Regions from separate parts of the Mus musculus genome. Here region 2 is linked to region 1. The links are chromatin contacts, called in public promoter capture Hi-C maps. All regions are on one chromosome and are shown on one strand. The core of a region is the stretch at or near the end of the contact, and the rest is flanking DNA. Distances in the headings are between cores, read along the strand shown. Region 1 has its middle 29 kb from the start of Gm52797. Region 2 overlaps Fry (FRY microtubule binding protein).

Evidence for each region. Capture Hi-C pulls out chosen DNA fragments and counts their contacts.
Region 2: a contact with region 1 is called in a promoter capture Hi-C map of adipose tissue. The contact joins two enhancer-like sites. A contact is called at or near these places in 8 of 39 promoter capture datasets (the C10 cell line, the HPC-7 cell line, HPC-7-derived erythroid cells and 4 more), 1 of 484 Hi-C or Micro-C datasets (pro-B cells), 2 of 115 datasets of contacts at active chromatin or transcription factors (T-cell acute lymphoblastic leukemia and embryonic stem cells) and 1 of 9 other capture datasets (adipose tissue).

The regions. Positions count from the first base shown.
Region 1 is chr5:150,100,363-150,103,934 of GRCm38.p6, reverse strand. No RefSeq gene overlaps it. Among named protein-coding and RNA genes, the nearest start is that of Gm52797, 29 kb to the left of the region's middle. Within about 2 kb of position 1,939, at least 5 of the 459 cell types and tissues checked have an H3K27ac peak or open chromatin away from gene starts, as enhancers often do. A contact at or near this core is called in adipose tissue, where this site is marked.
Region 2 is chr5:150,450,540-150,454,411 of GRCm38.p6, reverse strand. Fry (FRY microtubule binding protein) reads right to left here. Exons shown (of 61, transcript NM_172887.2): 49 at 3,192-3,353. Among named protein-coding and RNA genes, the nearest start is that of Gm36299, 45 kb to the right of the region's middle. Within about 2 kb of position 2,606, at least 13 of the 459 cell types and tissues checked have an H3K27ac peak or open chromatin away from gene starts, as enhancers often do. A contact at or near this core is called in adipose tissue, where this site is marked.

The DNA of each region.
Region 1 (3,572 bases), core at 690-3,189:
CCACTGGGCCATCTCTCCAACCCCCAGTAACACCTTTTAGTAATGAGATTTTTTTTTTGAGGGGAGGAGGTGGTTTCCCTCAAAACTTTCTCAGAAGAATTAAATTTACACAACAAGGACTAATAAAGATGCAAGGCGTAATGGCAAGAATAAGAATGGAACTCAGAAGGAATTGTTAATCATGTGGAAATAAGCAGAGATGATCCAGCATGACAGCTTCAGGGGTGTGACTAACGGGAAGAGGAAATCCATCTTGGAAGTGCGCGTGAAGAGCGATTCTTAACGAACCTAATCAGAAATGGAAAGCTTCTCCAAAGCTGTCAGATGCTGAGCCAATCGATTGCAACTCTTTAGGATTTCAACACAGCACAGAAAACACCAGCTTGGATCTGATTATAAGGAAAATTTACCCTGAATGTGGTTTTTCCTCACTCATGGGTCCTACTCTCTTCCCCTGGTGTCTCCCCCCAACCGCCATCTCCCAGGCATACGTATTAAAGAGATAGAAGGCGAAACCTACAAATGAGAGAGGACATGTGGTGTTTGCTTTTCTGAGTCTAGAACATCGTCTCATTGTCCCTAGAAAATGAATTTACTATATTGTCATTGGATAATGATGCTCAGCTCATTTCTAAAAGCTCCTGTTTTCTTCCCAATGACATCAAGTAAAGGAAATACCATTAACTTCTGTTTTACTTCCATATCAGGCAATATTCCCAGCAGCTACCTACGAAGACACTGACCTGTAGCTATGCAGAATCCACAAGCAAGCCACTCAATTTAATATTCTTTCTTAAAGGAATTGCTTTTTATTTTTATTTTCTGTGTATGAGCGTTCACCCTCAAGACTGTGACCCCCGAATCTATCACCTGTATCCCAGGGCTTTGGGGAGGGGCCCAGGATCTTGATTTTCATGAGGTTTGCTTAGTCAGTACTGACATTGCTGACTCTTCTGATCTGAGTTTGAAGAGTAATTAATACATCCCAGGTTCAGCACCCCAACTTGGTCTCCTTTGACTTAGTGCCTTGATTGTGTCTCCTTTTTCCAACCCAGGGTGAAAAATTCATCCTCCCAAAGTGATGGGAGCTGCAAGTCTGAAGTCTTGGTGTTGGCAGTCTGTGCCCCTTCTCAAGAACTTGGAAAGAAGGCTCATTTGGTATTGTAGTAGCTGCATGCATTCACTGACTTGTAGCAGCACCACTATAGTCACTGCCGTCGTCTTTGCAGGCCAAATTCCGCCTGTAGCCATGTCTGTCCATGTTCCCTCTCCATGTGTTCATCTGCCATAGTGGCCAACCTAATGTTCTTATATCACTTTGATTACTTGTGCAAGGACATTATTTCCAATAAGCTTACAATTGCAGGTGCCAGGGGTTGAGGCTGAAGCAGGTATCTTTGTGGGAAACACCATCAAGGCATATATGTTCGTGGTTTGGAAAGATGAAAGGTACCATTAAAATGGGTGGAAGTCGGAGGCTGCAGAGAAGGCTCAGCAGTGAAGAGCACTGGCTGCTTTTGTAGAGAAGCAGGGTTTGGTTCCCAGCACCCATATGACTGCTCCCAAATGTGTGTAACCCCAGCTTCAGGGATTCCCCACACTCTTGTGGCCTCCACAAAACCAGGCATGCATGTGACACACATGTGATCAAGCCACTCACACACATAAAATAAAATAAAATTTAAAAATATTTTTTGGAGTAATAGCAGTAGGTCAAATCTACAATTATCTAGTTTCGCTCTTCTACACAAGGATTCTGGTTTCCCCAGCGCCATTTGTTGAAGAGGTTGTTTTTTAATTTTCCTCTGGTATATTTTTTGAAGGTATCCTGGTCCAAAAACAAAAATAGGAAACTGTCATGCTGTCTATTTCAGTGATAGACTGCCCGTTGGCAATCCTGGCTTGCGAAAAGGACAGATGTCAATGAGTCACCCACAAGGCACGTGTACAAGGGTTCTGCGTGTCCCATGGGTTGCAGCAACCCTTCCACAGGCTCCGGGTGCGCTTCCACAAGACGCTCCTTAACTGCTGGCAAGCTTAGACCGTATCCTAACTTAATGTTAAATGCTGTATTCACAGACACTTGCAGATGTAACTGGACAGTTGCGTTTTGGCGAATGAAGCCCAGCTTTCTGGGAAATCTTTGCTCTCTGGATGGATGTGTTTAGCAGTTCTATCCCAACTAATCCTATCCTAGATCACTGCAGGGTCTCACCAGGATGACTCTGGAGCCAACTGGGTGCTTGGAAAGCCACAGATGTAGGCTTGCTTTCTTTTTGTTTTCTGACATGATTATCATTGCACAAACTAAATTACAGCACTTTTGAAAGGAATTTAAACAAGGAAATTAAAACATCCATAAGCCCACTACTTTAATACAATACTGATGTGCTTTTTTTGGACCTTAATATGTACACACACACACACACTCACACACACATATTCATGCACACACACATATACACTCTCACATACACATACGCACACATGCACACGTGTGCATACACTCTCTCACACATACATGCATGCACACACACTCACATACACATACTTGCTCACACACACATGCATATACACACACACACATGCACACGTGTGCATACACTCTCTGTCTCACACACACACACACACACACACACACACATCATATCCTCCATTATGATCTCCATACATAGCAATCATATTATGCTACTATTTCTTCCTGCATGGATGTCTGTTTTTACAGTGTTACACAATTTCCTCATATTTCTAGACACAGAAATATACTTTTCTTCTGGAATATTGGTTTTATTTGATTTAGCCGCCACTATGAGCCATTCCATTCTTCCCCTTCAGAGAGCATGGATGGAAGTGTTCTTTCTGGCCTAAGTGTGATGGATCTAACACAAGGAAGAAATGGTCCTAGTATTCAGAAAGTTCAGGGGAAGGAAACCTTTACTCCAAGGAACCAAAGCACGGCTGTGGGAGTGCAGAGAGAGGCTCAGAGGTCAGATGGTGAGGATGAGGAGAGAAGGCAGAAGTTAGTTAGACTTATGGAGACATTTGGTTAAGCACGGACACCTTGCACCTTTTAAATTCATAAAACCCCTCTCACTCATGCTGGGTGTGGGGTGCCATGCTCCTATTCTGGACTGATCTGGGTGGTCTCATTCTGGATGTTTCAGTGTGAACGAGAGCATCTTCTCCAGTGCCTCCCTGGTAGCCCCTCTGTTAGTCATTATCTTGTCGGGGATTTGATCCAACACATGTGAGTGATCCACAGCCCACATGCCCTGCTGTGGGGAGTGTGCAGCTCTGTATGTAAACAGTTGTTTCTTTGAGTCAGGGTTTTGCTAGCAGCCCATGTTAGTTGTGAGCTTGTAATTCTCCTGCCTCAGATGCCCCAAGTCTAGAATTATAACTATGAACCACCATACCCAGCTATAAGAATGGACGGCTTTTTTGGGGGGGGGGGGAGGAAAGGGTTTACTCAGCTTACACTTTCCACCTTGCTGTTCATCACCACAGGAAGTCAGGACTGGAACTCAGGCAGGTCAGGAAGCAGGACCTGATGCAGAGGCCATGGAGGGATG
Region 2 (3,872 bases), core at 1,357-3,856, 350 kb before region 1:
TGAATGGCAGTTGCTATAGCTAGGATTTTTTATTGCTTTGAGGAAACAGCATGACCAAAAAGCAAGTGGGGGGGGGAGGGTTTGTCTGGCTTACATCTCCAGATCAAAGTCCATCACTGGCCGAAGTCGGGACAGGAACTAAAACCGGGCAGGAACCTGGAGGCAGGAACTGATGCAGAAGCCATGGAGGGTGCTGCTTACTGGCTCCCCATGGTTTGCTTGGTCACCCTGCTTCCTTATAGAACCCAGGACCACCATCTCCTGATGGCTCCGCCCACAATGGGCTGGGTCCTTCCCCTCTGACCACTAATGAAGAAAATGGCCTCCAGGCTTGTTTGTAGCCTGATCTTCCTGATGCATTCTCTTGATTAGGTTCCTTCCTCTCTGATGATGTAAAACTATACAGTATAGTTACGTAAACCCCTATTTGGGCTGACTAGATGGCTCAGCTGGTAAAGATAATCCCTCAAGTAAATAAAGTTTTAAAAAATGAAAAAAAATTTTTTGTGGTACTGAGGAGTAAAATCTAGGGTGCAATGCATGCCAGGCAAATGCTCTTAGCACAGAGGCAGGCCCTCCAGGCAAAAGCTCTTAGCACAGAGGAGGACCCTCTTTTTATTTATTTATTAAACAATTTTTATTTTGTGGGTAAAAGGGTTTTGTCTGCATGTATGTATGTGCACCACATGTGTGCGATGGTTGAAGAGGCCAGCAGAGGGCGCCAGATGGTTCTGAGCTGACACGTGGGTGCATGGGAATCCAGGGCCCCTGTAGCAACCGGTGCTCTTAACTGCTGAGCCATCTCTTCAGCTCACAATAATAAAATGAATATTATTTGTTTATTTTAAAGTGACTGTGAACCATATAGGGCAGACCTGTTATTTAGGGAGTATGTGTGCTCTATGAAAATCAAGTTCTAGACCTTTCCATACCCATCCAAGAGTTCCCTTGAGATCTCTTCCTGTGTGGAAGAGCTTTTGGTTTCAGGAAGGCTTGGCTTTCCGTCCATCAGAAATAAATCTATTTTGTTACAGAACAAGCATTTCCTGGCTCTAGTGAGATAACTGTCTGTGCACTGAAAGCTCTCAGTTACTCATAAAGCATGGTAGAGTTAAAACTGAGTAGATTTAAATCCCTTTGGTTTTCTTCAAAAAGTTTCTTTTCCTCTTATGTATGGAGTCTCTCCTAGAATCAAGAGATAACGTGAACCTAGAGTTGTTAATGTACTTAAGAACCGGTCACAAAGCAATCATGTGGATCCCTTTTATCTGATTTTGCTTTGTTAGATGGAAAGTTCTGGAGGGTGCTCTTTACCCTAAGATCTTCTTCCTCCTCCTTCCCTCCTCTTTGAGGCAGGGCTGTCCTGGAACTCACAGATCTGCCTGCTTCTGCCTCTAGGATTAAAGGCATGCACCACTACTCCTGGCTTAAGATTTTCTTTATGGAACTTGGCTCAGTGCATCTTTCATCCCAACTTAGAGAATTAGTCACTATGGGGTCATTTCAAAGCTAGGCAGGCAGACATTCCTGCTGAAGGATGGCAGATTTCCCAGATATTTCCCTAGCTCTTAGTCTCATTCTCTAATTCTGAAATCAGTGCAACAAGGCACAGGGCAGAACTTTCCTCTTCTCCTTCCTCACCATGACTGTGGCCATCAGCCACTGTGCTGTGTCACTAGGTTCTGTGGCAGGCTGGAGATGACAGTGAGCTGTGTGGTGTGCAGACACAGTATTGGACTTGCCCAGTACCCACATGGCCTACTTCCGATAACTTAGGCTTGCTTTCTATTCTGGGAAGGTCTCTTTGCTGCCACTTTCAAACACTGTGCAAGTTTCTTCTTCTGGGCTGGAGAGATAGCTTAGCAGTTAAGAGTACTTGTTACTCTTGCAGAGGACCTGGGTTCAATTCCCAGCACCCACATGGCAGCTCACAACTATCTGTAAGTTCAATTCCAGGGGGATCTGATGCCCTCTCCTGGCTTCTGTAGGTAATGCATGCATATGGTGCACAGATACACACATGCAGGCACAGCAACTCATACATACAGAGTTAAAAAACAAATCAATCTAACCAAAAGCTCCTCTCCTGGGGCTACTGTGGATGTCAGAAGAGGTTGGGTCTCCAGCATGAAATCATCAGAACCCCAAACCATAAAAATCTGGAATCATTAGAATTTGCTGCAGCTCCCTAGAAAAAGGGTCTCTCTGAGAATAGAGCTATCAAAGGTCTCAGCAGGGGTCATGACCTTGGGAAGGGAAGGAGGTGGGGCAGTAAGGAGAGGGAATTCAAGGCTCTGGATCCTAACATCTGGGCACTAGGGCACAGCTGTGCTTACAGCCAAGACAAATGCTTTTGCCATCCTGGTCTTTAGTTTTTATAAAAAGCCCGTGTGCTGAGGCTTAGTCAGCAGCCTGCAGTGCTATTGGGAGAGGGCAGCTCCGCAGGAGGTGGAGCCTAGCGGGAGGAAGCTAGGTTATTGGGAGTGGGCTCTTGGAGGGGGCAGCACGACTCATGAGCCAATTCAACCTTTATTAACCCAACTCCTCAGGTATTTTGAATCTTTTGCACAATACTAACACGGATGGCGTAATAAATTCCTTTTCCACTTAAAATAACTTTCCAGTGAGTGTCTGGCACATGCCACTAAAATACTTCAGAACAATGCAGGCAAGGCATTTTACCTGACAGCCACGGGGCATCAATACTACGGCAGTTACCCTCAGGATGTACCCAGTCCCAGGCTGTGATAACTAGACACAGAGAATTCTGGTAGTTCCTTCTGCTGTCTTTGCAAAGTTTGGCACATTCATGTCAACTATGCTTAAAGTTTATGCTCTGAGGAGAATTTCTGGAAGGCTCTTTGAGTGTGTGGCCCTGGCTTCTCTTTATCGGACATGGTGTTTGGAGGATAAATTTGGACATGGGTTTGGGGGCAAGGGTCAGAAGTGCTTTCCACATCTGAAGGCTGCCATGTGAAAGGGAAGCCAGACCAGATTTTGTTCCCAAGCCATAACAGAGGTAGAGCCAATGAGAGAAGAGGCAAGAGTCAGAACAGCCCATGGCCTGTCCACAGATAAAAGGATTGATTGTCAATGAGTGAGACCCATTGCTGGAAGGGCCGGGGTCTAGTTGGCAACGTTATTGGGGCAATGGTGAATGGCAGAGATTAGTTTCACACATGGAGTGGTACCTGAGAATACTGGGGTCTTTTCCAGCTCACAGGAACAAGGACATTGGAGTTGGAGCCGGAGGAGGTAGAGGATGCACTCCGGGTGACGGCCATGGCCCTAGGCTTCCCATCCCGTCCAGAGGAATTCTGGAGTTCATCGTACCGTCTCCCAATGATTGGAGTCTGGAGAAAGAATGATACAGAGACATTACGATCCCATCTCAACACTTCTACAGGACAAGGAACTTGCTCAGCCCAGAAATAATTAAAAACTGATCATGTGGAAGCTGGGTGAGGTGGCACACCTTTAATTCCAGCTCTTGGGAGGCAGAGACAGGTGCATCTCTGTGAGTTCAAGGGCAGCCTGGTCTATAGAGTGAGTTCCAGGACAGCCAGGGCTACACAGAGAAACCCTTTCTTGAAAACGAAAACAAAACAAAGATCTGATTAGAACCAGATCAGATACAAAAACTCAGTGTTAAATGCTGGCTCACTTTCCTGGTGTTCAGTACTTGTTCTGAGCCATTTGCTTAATGAATATCTCCTCACTCTCCTTGTCAGCAAGAAACCAATGCAATGACCTCATTATGCTTTAGACTCTAGCGATGAAGACAGAAGCAAAGTGAAGAAGGCGAAGCCAATTTTCAGATGTTTAAGCTTGAAAGAATCATTCTCTTTCCCCTTCCTCCTCTTTTCGCCACC